Regions from separate parts of the Mus musculus genome. Here regions 1 and 3 are each linked to region 2. The links are chromatin contacts, called in public HiChIP or PLAC-seq maps. All regions are on one chromosome and are shown on one strand. The core of a region is the stretch at or near the end of the contact, and the rest is flanking DNA. Distances in the headings are between cores, read along the strand shown.

What was found. HiChIP or PLAC-seq counts read pairs in DNA pulled down with a chosen protein or histone mark.
Region 1: a BATF HiChIP or PLAC-seq map of CD8 T cells shows a contact between it and region 2, with 15 read pairs. The contact joins two enhancer-like sites. A contact is called at or near these places in 1 of 484 Hi-C or Micro-C datasets (liver) and 8 of 115 datasets of contacts at active chromatin or transcription factors (CD8 T cells, embryonic stem cells, extraembryonic endoderm stem cells and 4 more).
Region 3: a contact with region 2 is called in a BATF HiChIP or PLAC-seq map of CD8 T cells, with 9 read pairs. The contact joins two enhancer-like sites. A contact is called at or near these places in 1 of 484 Hi-C or Micro-C datasets (group 2 innate lymphoid cells), 3 of 115 datasets of contacts at active chromatin or transcription factors (CD8 T cells, embryonic stem cells and pancreatic cancer cells) and 2 of 9 other capture datasets (adipose tissue and liver).

The regions. Positions count from the first base shown.
Region 1 is chr3:22,089,322-22,092,021 of GRCm38.p6, forward strand. The region is part of intron 1 of Tbl1xr1 (transducin (beta)-like 1X-linked receptor 1); the gene reads left to right. Among named protein-coding and RNA genes, the nearest start is that of Tbl1xr1, 14 kb to the left of the region's middle. Within about 2 kb of position 1,435, at least 133 of the 459 cell types and tissues checked have an H3K27ac peak or open chromatin away from gene starts, as enhancers often do. A contact at or near this core is called in CD8 T cells, where this site is marked.
Region 2 is chr3:21,957,498-21,960,197 of GRCm38.p6, forward strand. All of the region lies in intron 1 of Gm31813 (a long non-coding RNA gene), which reads right to left. Among named protein-coding and RNA genes, the nearest start is that of Gm31813, 5.5 kb to the right of the region's middle. Within about 2 kb of position 1,329, at least 45 of the 459 cell types and tissues checked have an H3K27ac peak or open chromatin away from gene starts, as enhancers often do. A contact at or near this core is called in CD8 T cells, where this site is marked.
Region 3 is chr3:22,202,965-22,205,664 of GRCm38.p6, forward strand. It overlaps Tbl1xr1 (transducin (beta)-like 1X-linked receptor 1), which reads left to right. Exons shown (of 16, transcript NM_030732.3): 13 at 133-260; 14 at 863-1,028. Among named protein-coding and RNA genes, the nearest start is that of Tbl1xr1, 130 kb to the left of the region's middle. Within about 2 kb of position 1,432, at least 3 of the 459 cell types and tissues checked have an H3K27ac peak or open chromatin away from gene starts, as enhancers often do. A contact at or near this core is called in CD8 T cells, where this site is marked.

The DNA of each region.
Region 1 (2,700 bases), core at 185-2,684, 130 kb after region 2:
CCTTGTTTTGGGTCTGTGAGCCATCACTTGTTTCTAGACCAGATAGATGTCTGCAGACATGTCGTTGATTTAATTGTTTATTTGTAACCAGGTAGGGCCTTCCTGAGGACGCCTGTCTTACAAGTGTTTCCCTTGGAGCCCCTGATCAAGTTCAAACTGCAGACTCTGCTCATACTGAATTGGTGAGGCTTTCTAAATGAAGTGAGTATTTCTGGTCCTTCCAGAACCTTGTCTCTTTGAAGGTCATATAGGCCCAGAAAAGAGGTTGGTCTAGCACTTCCTTGCTCCTCTGACTCATGGTGTTCAAAGTATAAGATTATCAGGTTCTGCTTGGGTGTCCTGTTTTGAAGGTAGGGCCACCTATGGAATCTTTTTTTTTGGGGTGTGGGATGGGAGGTTGGAACAGCTCAGATATGCTGTTAAAACCAGGAATATTCCCAAAACCAGGGTAAAGAAGACTTGGATCTGAGGTTACTAGTTATAGCTGATTGAATCATTGTCTGGTCTTCTGTGTTGGTTCTTGACTCCCTGTTCTTTGTAATCTGGATCCTCACTAAACCATTTCTCTTTGGTTCTGGTCTTATGTGAGCTCTTGGTCCACCATATACCTCAGGTGGTCTTTCCTTTCACTGCGGTGCACGTGTAAGGCTTTGAGGCTATGCAGTGCACAAGTCATGCATTCTGTCTCCTGCTGACTTTTGAAGTCACTTGCTGTGTCATGGAAGGAACTTCACTTTCATTTTGGGTCTGTGTTGAATGTTGACTGATGGCAGAGCTCTTTCATTTCATGGTTCTGAGTGGAAACAAAACAGATGGAAGAGGAAAGAGAGGGTTAGAGTTGGGAGAAAGAAATAGAAGTGGCTCTCACGCTTGTGAGCTGGACATGACCTTAGCTACTGATGCATACTTCCTAGATAATCCAAAACTACTGGAGATGTGTGGAGTAGAGGGATGTGTAGAAGTTAACTGAGCTGTCAAGATCTGGTGTTTTCAAATAATCGTCAGAAAGGAATGTTTTGATTATTTCTTCAGAACCAGATCTGCATTTGAGAAACAGGGTTTCTAGTTTACAAATGAACTAAAGTGATTGCCACAGTACTTCACTGATATTTTCAAAGAATTAAAAATTCACCAGTAAATTTTAATTAGGAAGGAAATTGCACTGAGAAGTGTGTTCTGGCACTTTGCCCTGGTGTTGCTCTGTGTGGCAGTCAGGAGGAATTTGTTCCTTTGGGCTCTTCCTCTTGTAGCCTCCTGTCCCTTTGGGTGTGTAACTTGACCCCTGAGGCTGCACTCTGCTTGCTTGTGGATGTGTTTTTGAACTTGTTAATTCTCAATCTCTTTGCTTTTTGGGTCAGCTCTTGTGCAGCACAGGCTGGCGAGCTTCATGGCTCCTTTATCTTTTTTGTGTTTGTCAAATGACTCAGACTTCTGGATGGGTACCCTGGTAGGTTGCTCCCTTTGTTTTGACAAAGTGGCATAGATGATTTCTACAAGTTGAGAAGTGCGGTGTTCCCCCCCCCCCCCAAGTAGTTTACTATTAACTTTAAGCAAACATGACGTCGGCCAGTGAGGTAAGGTCGCTTTCCTCCAAGACTCATAGTCTGAGTCCATAAGAATGCCATGTTGGAATGAGAGAAAGGACTTGGTGAAGCTGTCCTCTGACCTGCACTTGTGCACAGTGGCACTCTGCCCACATGCACGTAGGACATGACACCTGTGTACATGGTGTTACGTACTGGCTGTGGTTTGAAGCTGCCTGAGGAGGGCTCAAGTGTCAGTGTGGATAGTGGAATGAAAGCTGCTGAGTTCAGGAATAAAGGAAAGTTTGGAATCATTTAATTTACTGACTTCCATTCCTTGCAAAATACCACATATATCTCATGGGTTTAAGTAGCGTGGAAATTTGAGGACAAGCTCAAAAGAATGGCTCAGGGTGTGGAAAACAGGGAAGTTGAGTGGCTGTAACAAGACAGCTGCTCTGGCTTCTGCACCCTGTCCTCCTGGTTCTTGTTTTGCCTGAGCAGCAACAGTAGAGCTCATGAACCGGAGCAGCTCAGGAGGCTACTGAGTTCTTGCTTACTCTTCAGGGATGTTTGGCCGACCAGCTTTTCAGTGTCTCCCCTTTCACCCCATTTTGCCTTTTTAGGAGAGTGCCCCACACTATAGTCCTGCTGGCCTGGAAAACGATATGAAGACTAGTTTGCCCTCACACTTGCATTTATGCCCCTGCCTCAGCTTCTGCCTCCCTTGTATTGGGAGTACTCTAAGGGCTCCAGGCTTTTTGTCTTTTACTGCATTGGTACCCCTGGGATTGGATTCTGCTCAAGTCTTGTTCAGCAGTCTCAAACAGTCTGGTTTTTGTTTTTCTACCTGAAATTAAACATTTTTCTCATGAGAAGTTAGCCACTAAAATTTTTATTAGTGTCTTAATTTGGATCATTGATTTTGGTAATGTTTGTTTTAAAGTTGTGTAAGGTTCCATATTCGCTAAAGAATGATACCCTGGACTCAAATAGTATGTAAACACAGAGTGTTTTATTTTGTAGAAGTCCAACATGCTGGGGTTTCCCAATACCGGAACCTTGCAGGTCTGGTTTAAAGCACATTAGTAACTTCCAGGGTCAGTGACCCTTATGGTAATCTGTTGGCTGGAAACTTCTTAGGAGATGTCTGGAAACCGCTGCTGTCCTTGCCTCA
Region 2 (2,700 bases), core at 79-2,578:
CAATTGCAACTGAGGCTGCACTTTCACCAATGGCCTTCCATGGCCTCTCACAGTGCCAAGCCTCAGCTGCTCTGCGTGACCCCTTCATGCCTTCAAAACCAGTACCACCTGGATGACCCTTACACCCCAAGTCCTGCTGCAGCAGGAGTACAACCTTGGCTATCTCTGGAACACAGCCACTTTGTGGTTTCAGAAAACACTTCCCAGAAGATGTCACCTCAATGATGCTGGTCTCTTCTTAATCACCGCTAATTTCTTAGCTCCAGCTAACCAGCATCAATAGTCCCAGTAATGCAAAGGTTTTGCTTTAATAGTTCTGGTATCTTGTTAATCCCAGCTGATTTTTCAGCCCCAGCTAACCAGAACTACAGAATCTTCACAATCAAAACAGCAATGGCCCTGAAAAGAGTCTTAAATTTTCCCTCTGAAGTTTCACAAGCCAGACCTCCATCTTCTGCACTGTTCTCAACATTATCTTCCAAGCTCCTACACAACATCTGGCTGAGCTCTTAACAACGAATGGATCTTCAAGCTCAAAGTTCCAAAGTCCTTCCACAATCCTCCCCAAAACATGGTCAGGTTTTCACAGGAATACCCCACTATGCTGGTACCAACTTCTGTATTAGTCAGGGTTCTCTAGAGTCACAGAACTTATGGATAGTCTCTATATAGTAAAGGAATTTATTGATGACTTACAGTCTGCAGTCCAATTCCCAATAATGGTCAGTCGCAGCTGTAAATGGAAGTCCAAGGATCTAGCAGTTACTCAGTCCCACACAGCAAGCAGGCGAAGGAGCGAGAGCAAGACTCCCTTCTTCCAATGTCCTTATATGGTCTCCAGCAAAAGGTGTAGCCCAGATTAAATGTGTGTTCCACCATAACTTTAATCCCAGATGATCTTGAACTCGGAGAACTCTCTGTCTTAATCTTCTGGAATCCATAGCCACTATGCCTCAAGATCTCCATACCAAGATCCAGATCAGAAACTTCTATCTCCTAGCCTCCAGGGTCACTGGTGAGCCTTCCAATTCTGGATTGTAGTTCATTCCAAATATAGTCAAGTTGACAACCAGGAATAGCCACTACACATGGTAAGTCCTACGCTGGGCACTCTGTAAACAAGCTTCTTCGAACTTTAGAGCTAGGTGCTATGCTTGTTCTCATTTTATAAGTGGGGGCTCTGAGAGATAAGGAAGCCTGCCCAGGCTGAGGATGACAGAGTTAAGGCAATAACCCAAGCAGTACGATTGCCACACTAACAGCCTGTTGGAGGCAGTGGCAGTCTTTTTCAGTGTAGGAGGGGTGTGCTTCTGGAGCCGTTGGTGACTTTTGCTCTAGTGATGCACTTTACAGTTTGAAAAGTCAAATGATGTCACTTAGCACAGTGCAAGCTGTTCAAACTAGCTTCTGGACCTCAAGGGAGTCAAGATTTGCTCACTGTTTGGGTCCCTAGTCATGAGATCACAGGAGCACTCCTCTTTAGAGCCCTTGAAGACCCAACCTACGGATACCCAGGATCCTAAGCCCAGAAAAGTGCTTGTGGGGGTTGGCCAGGGAGACATGTTTACATTGATTGGCCCAAATACAATCACATGGGCACATACGTGTCATCTATCTGCATCCTCAAATGGAACAGAGAACTGAAACCCTGGGGATTGATAGCAGCATTAGCTTCAGGGATAAACTCCTTTAGTGGGATTTTTATTGAATTCCTTATTTCTCTGATACCCAACACTTTATTTATTTATTATTATTATTATTTTAGAATGCTTTAAGGAATACTGTCTGAAGATTCCCCCAAATCATCGTTCTTCAGTTATTTTAGACAGTGCACCCTGTACCAAAATGTGTCACTCTTCTCTCTCAAGCTGCCTCGGGAACACCACTCCAATATCTACTCATGTGGCATTAGTTTTGAGGCACTTAAAAAAAAATTCTATGAATCTATCACTCCACCCAATGTCTACTGAGAGGAGGTAGCACTGACTTTTCTTGTTGCTATGACAAAATATTCAGCGAAAGCAGCTTAACGAAGGGCAGTTTTTTCTGGCTCCTGATCCAAGGGCTCCAAGTGCACTGAGGCAGGGAAGGCCTGGGGGGAGCATGAGGCAGTCCTTCACATTTAGGCCTCTGTCAGGAAGTGTGGATGCCAGAGTTTAGCTGGCTTCCTCCTTTTTATTCAGTCAGGTCCTTCTACCTGTGGGAATCCAAATTCACGGGGTGGGTCTTTCCATCTCAGGCAATCTAATCTAGAAATCCTCTCAGATTAGGCCCAGAGGTTTGCCTTCTAGGTGATCCTAGAGCCAGTCAAGTAGACAGGCAATACTAACAGCAACAGAGAAGAAACTTCTCTCAGGTCTTAGCCTAAGAACCAAGCTTCTTTTGAGTTAAATTTTCTTTTTAAAAATCATTCTATATACTGGATTATTGACCCATGTCCTATTTCCAATTTTGCTTATGCCATTAGGAGTCTCAGAGCCCCTGTTCTCTAGACATAGAGCACGGTCTGTCCAATGTTTTGTAATTTTCCTATCAGAAGCAATGTTCCTCTCACTCTAACTGTTCCTCTTATTTCTTTTGTAGTTTTCACATTTTAGGAAGGGAACTTCAAGACCATTGTGATTTAAGATGAGAAACCATAATCACCCCAGGTACCTGGAAGGCCAACTGGTAATTTAATAATATGTGGGACTTGAAGTA
Region 3 (2,700 bases), core at 182-2,681, 250 kb after region 2:
CTTACATTTCTTTGTTGTTATTCTCTTGATGTTTGGCTGTGGTATTTTTTGTTTCTTTGTTTACTTTAAAGATCATGGCTTTTAAAAGTATCTGTTGTACAGAAAACTACCACATTTTTTCTTTTGATTTAGATCTGGAGTATGAAGCAAGATAACTGTGTCCATGATTTGCAAGCACATAATAAAGAAATTTATACTATTAAGTGGAGTCCAACAGGACCAGGGACAAATAATCCAAATGCCAACCTTATGCTAGCAAGGTGATGTGTCTGTTTCACTTTTCCTGTTGAGTTTCTCATGCATAAAACTTTTGGGAAAAAATGGCAGAAAACAGGGAACATATCTTGAGGTGGATATATTTCAGTGGGAAACTTTAAACATGGGTTTTTAATATTAGAATTTCAGGACTTAATGCTTTTTTGTATCTATTGATATAAAATCCAATATGAATAAAACCCAATAGTTAGGTTTTGCATATTGACCCACACTTAAAATCCTACACTTAAGTCAGTGTGCCTGAAATCAACATGGGCTCTATAGTGAGACTCTATTTCAGTTAACAGCAGATCATTTGGGCATAGGATAATAAAAGTCCATCAGCAACCTTTTTTTTTTTTTTTTTAAAAAAAAAGAGAGAGATTCAGAACCAAGGACCAATAATCAGGATTGTTGGGAGTTACCTGAGTGGGCAGGGGTCAGGGCCTTCCGTCCTTTTCATGTTTCCCTCCCAGTTTCCACACTATTTGAATTTTAGCCGTTTAGTTTGCTAGCCTCTTAGGATGGGCAGAATGTGGGAGGCTAGGGGCAAGGCCAAGAGAGTATTTGATTGCTTATAAAATTATTTTCCTTTTCCATTTTTTAGTGCATCCTTTGATTCTACAGTTAGGTTATGGGACGTAGACAGAGGGATTTGCATCCATACTTTGACAAAACATCAAGAGCCCGTGTACAGTGTGGCTTTTAGTCCTGATGGCAGGTATCTGGCAAGTGGTTCTTTTGACAAGTGTGTGCACATCTGGAACACACAGGTACGTCCCATTAATTTAAGCTGCACTTACTAAAGAAGCATTTACCGATTTACTTATATTTTTGTTTTTCTTTATGTGATATCAATGTGATGCTTAGTTTTAAGAATCTAAGAACACTTTGGGGCATTTTATAGCTGAATCAACACTGACTGAAAGTTGCATTTTATGTGCAAAGTCAATTTAGAAATAGATGTCTTTTTTTACTTGAGCAGCATAGTATATTTGAAATGAAGCTTACGGTGAACTTAACCTTTCTTGAGGTTAAAGGACAAGATCTCTTTAGTGACTTCACACTTGGTTGGCTGCCTTTTCAGGGATGGCAAGGAGCTACCCCCAAATAGAAGCCAGTTTGTTGCTTTTGCTTTCACTTTTCTTTATAGCTTTTGTGCCCTATGAACTGCCCTATGTTCCCCAGGTCTGCGTTGGTGTAGTGCATACTAATACATTACAGGCTGCCATTTCCTGATCTGTACTAGATTCCCACTATATTTTATTTGATGCGTTACTTGCTCTAAACCATTTATATTTGAGTATCTTTCATTAAATTCTATATCTGATGGCTCAGGAAGGGCCATAGTGAGGAGCTTTTGGCCATCTTTGCCTTCATGGCCAACAATGACTTTTCTTCTTAGCTCTCTTGCATCTTTACTGCACAAAGCACCATGCTTCTGGCTCATACTCAGCAGGAGTCCAGTTCAGGGAGGGTTCAAGCTTACATTATTATGTGAAATGAAGCTGAGTATCCTTATGTACTTCAGTAAGTAGGCTGACTTCTTCAGTAAGTAGTTTTGAAAATTCTCTTGAATTTTACTTTAAAAAACTAGCATTTAAACTAAAGAACACCATTATGGCACTTTGTGCTTTGATTTTTTTTTGGGGGGGGGAGGGGGTTGAGACAGGGTTTCTCTGCGTAGCCTTGGCTGTTCTGGAACTCACTTTGTAGACCAGACTGGTCTTGAACTCTGAAGTCTGCCTGCCTCTGCCTCATTAAAGGTGCTGGGATTAAAGGCGGGCGCCACCAAACCCGGCTGCTTTGATTTTTTTATTAAGCCTGTTTCCTGCGCCTCTCGGTGACTCTGCCCTCCCTTCCCTTCCCTTCCCCCAGCTGCTGTTCCAGCCTCATGCTGTCCTCTCTCCTCATTAAGACCACTCTAAGCCCTCTCATAAACCCGTCTCTAGCTTCATGACATGCACTCCAACCTACATTAATAAACGCTAACTAATGCAGTATATTCATGAGAGGAAACGTATTTGTCATTTGAGTCTGGCATATTTTGCTTAATAATACTTCCCAGTTCTACCGATTTTCCTGTAAAATATTATGGTTATTTTTCCTCTAAGGTTACATAACATTCCATTGTGTATGCATGTTTCTTCTGCTCTCGTTATTCATGTGTTGATTCTCATCTTGAATAGTACAGCTGTGTACATGTTTCTGTGGTGTATTGACTGGGTCCTTCATTTCATCTGTGTGCTTGGGGCACAGCTCCTCTGTTTCTGTCACTTACTCTAGGACCCTCCATAGTGAATTCTGCAGTGTTGTACTAGTTTGCACTCCTTCCAGCATGTTAGCACTTTTTTCCTGACAGCCATTCTGTCTGGGGTAATTAGAAGCTCAAAGTAGTTTCAGTTCACCTTTCTCTGATGGCCAGGGGTTTTGAAAACATAGAAA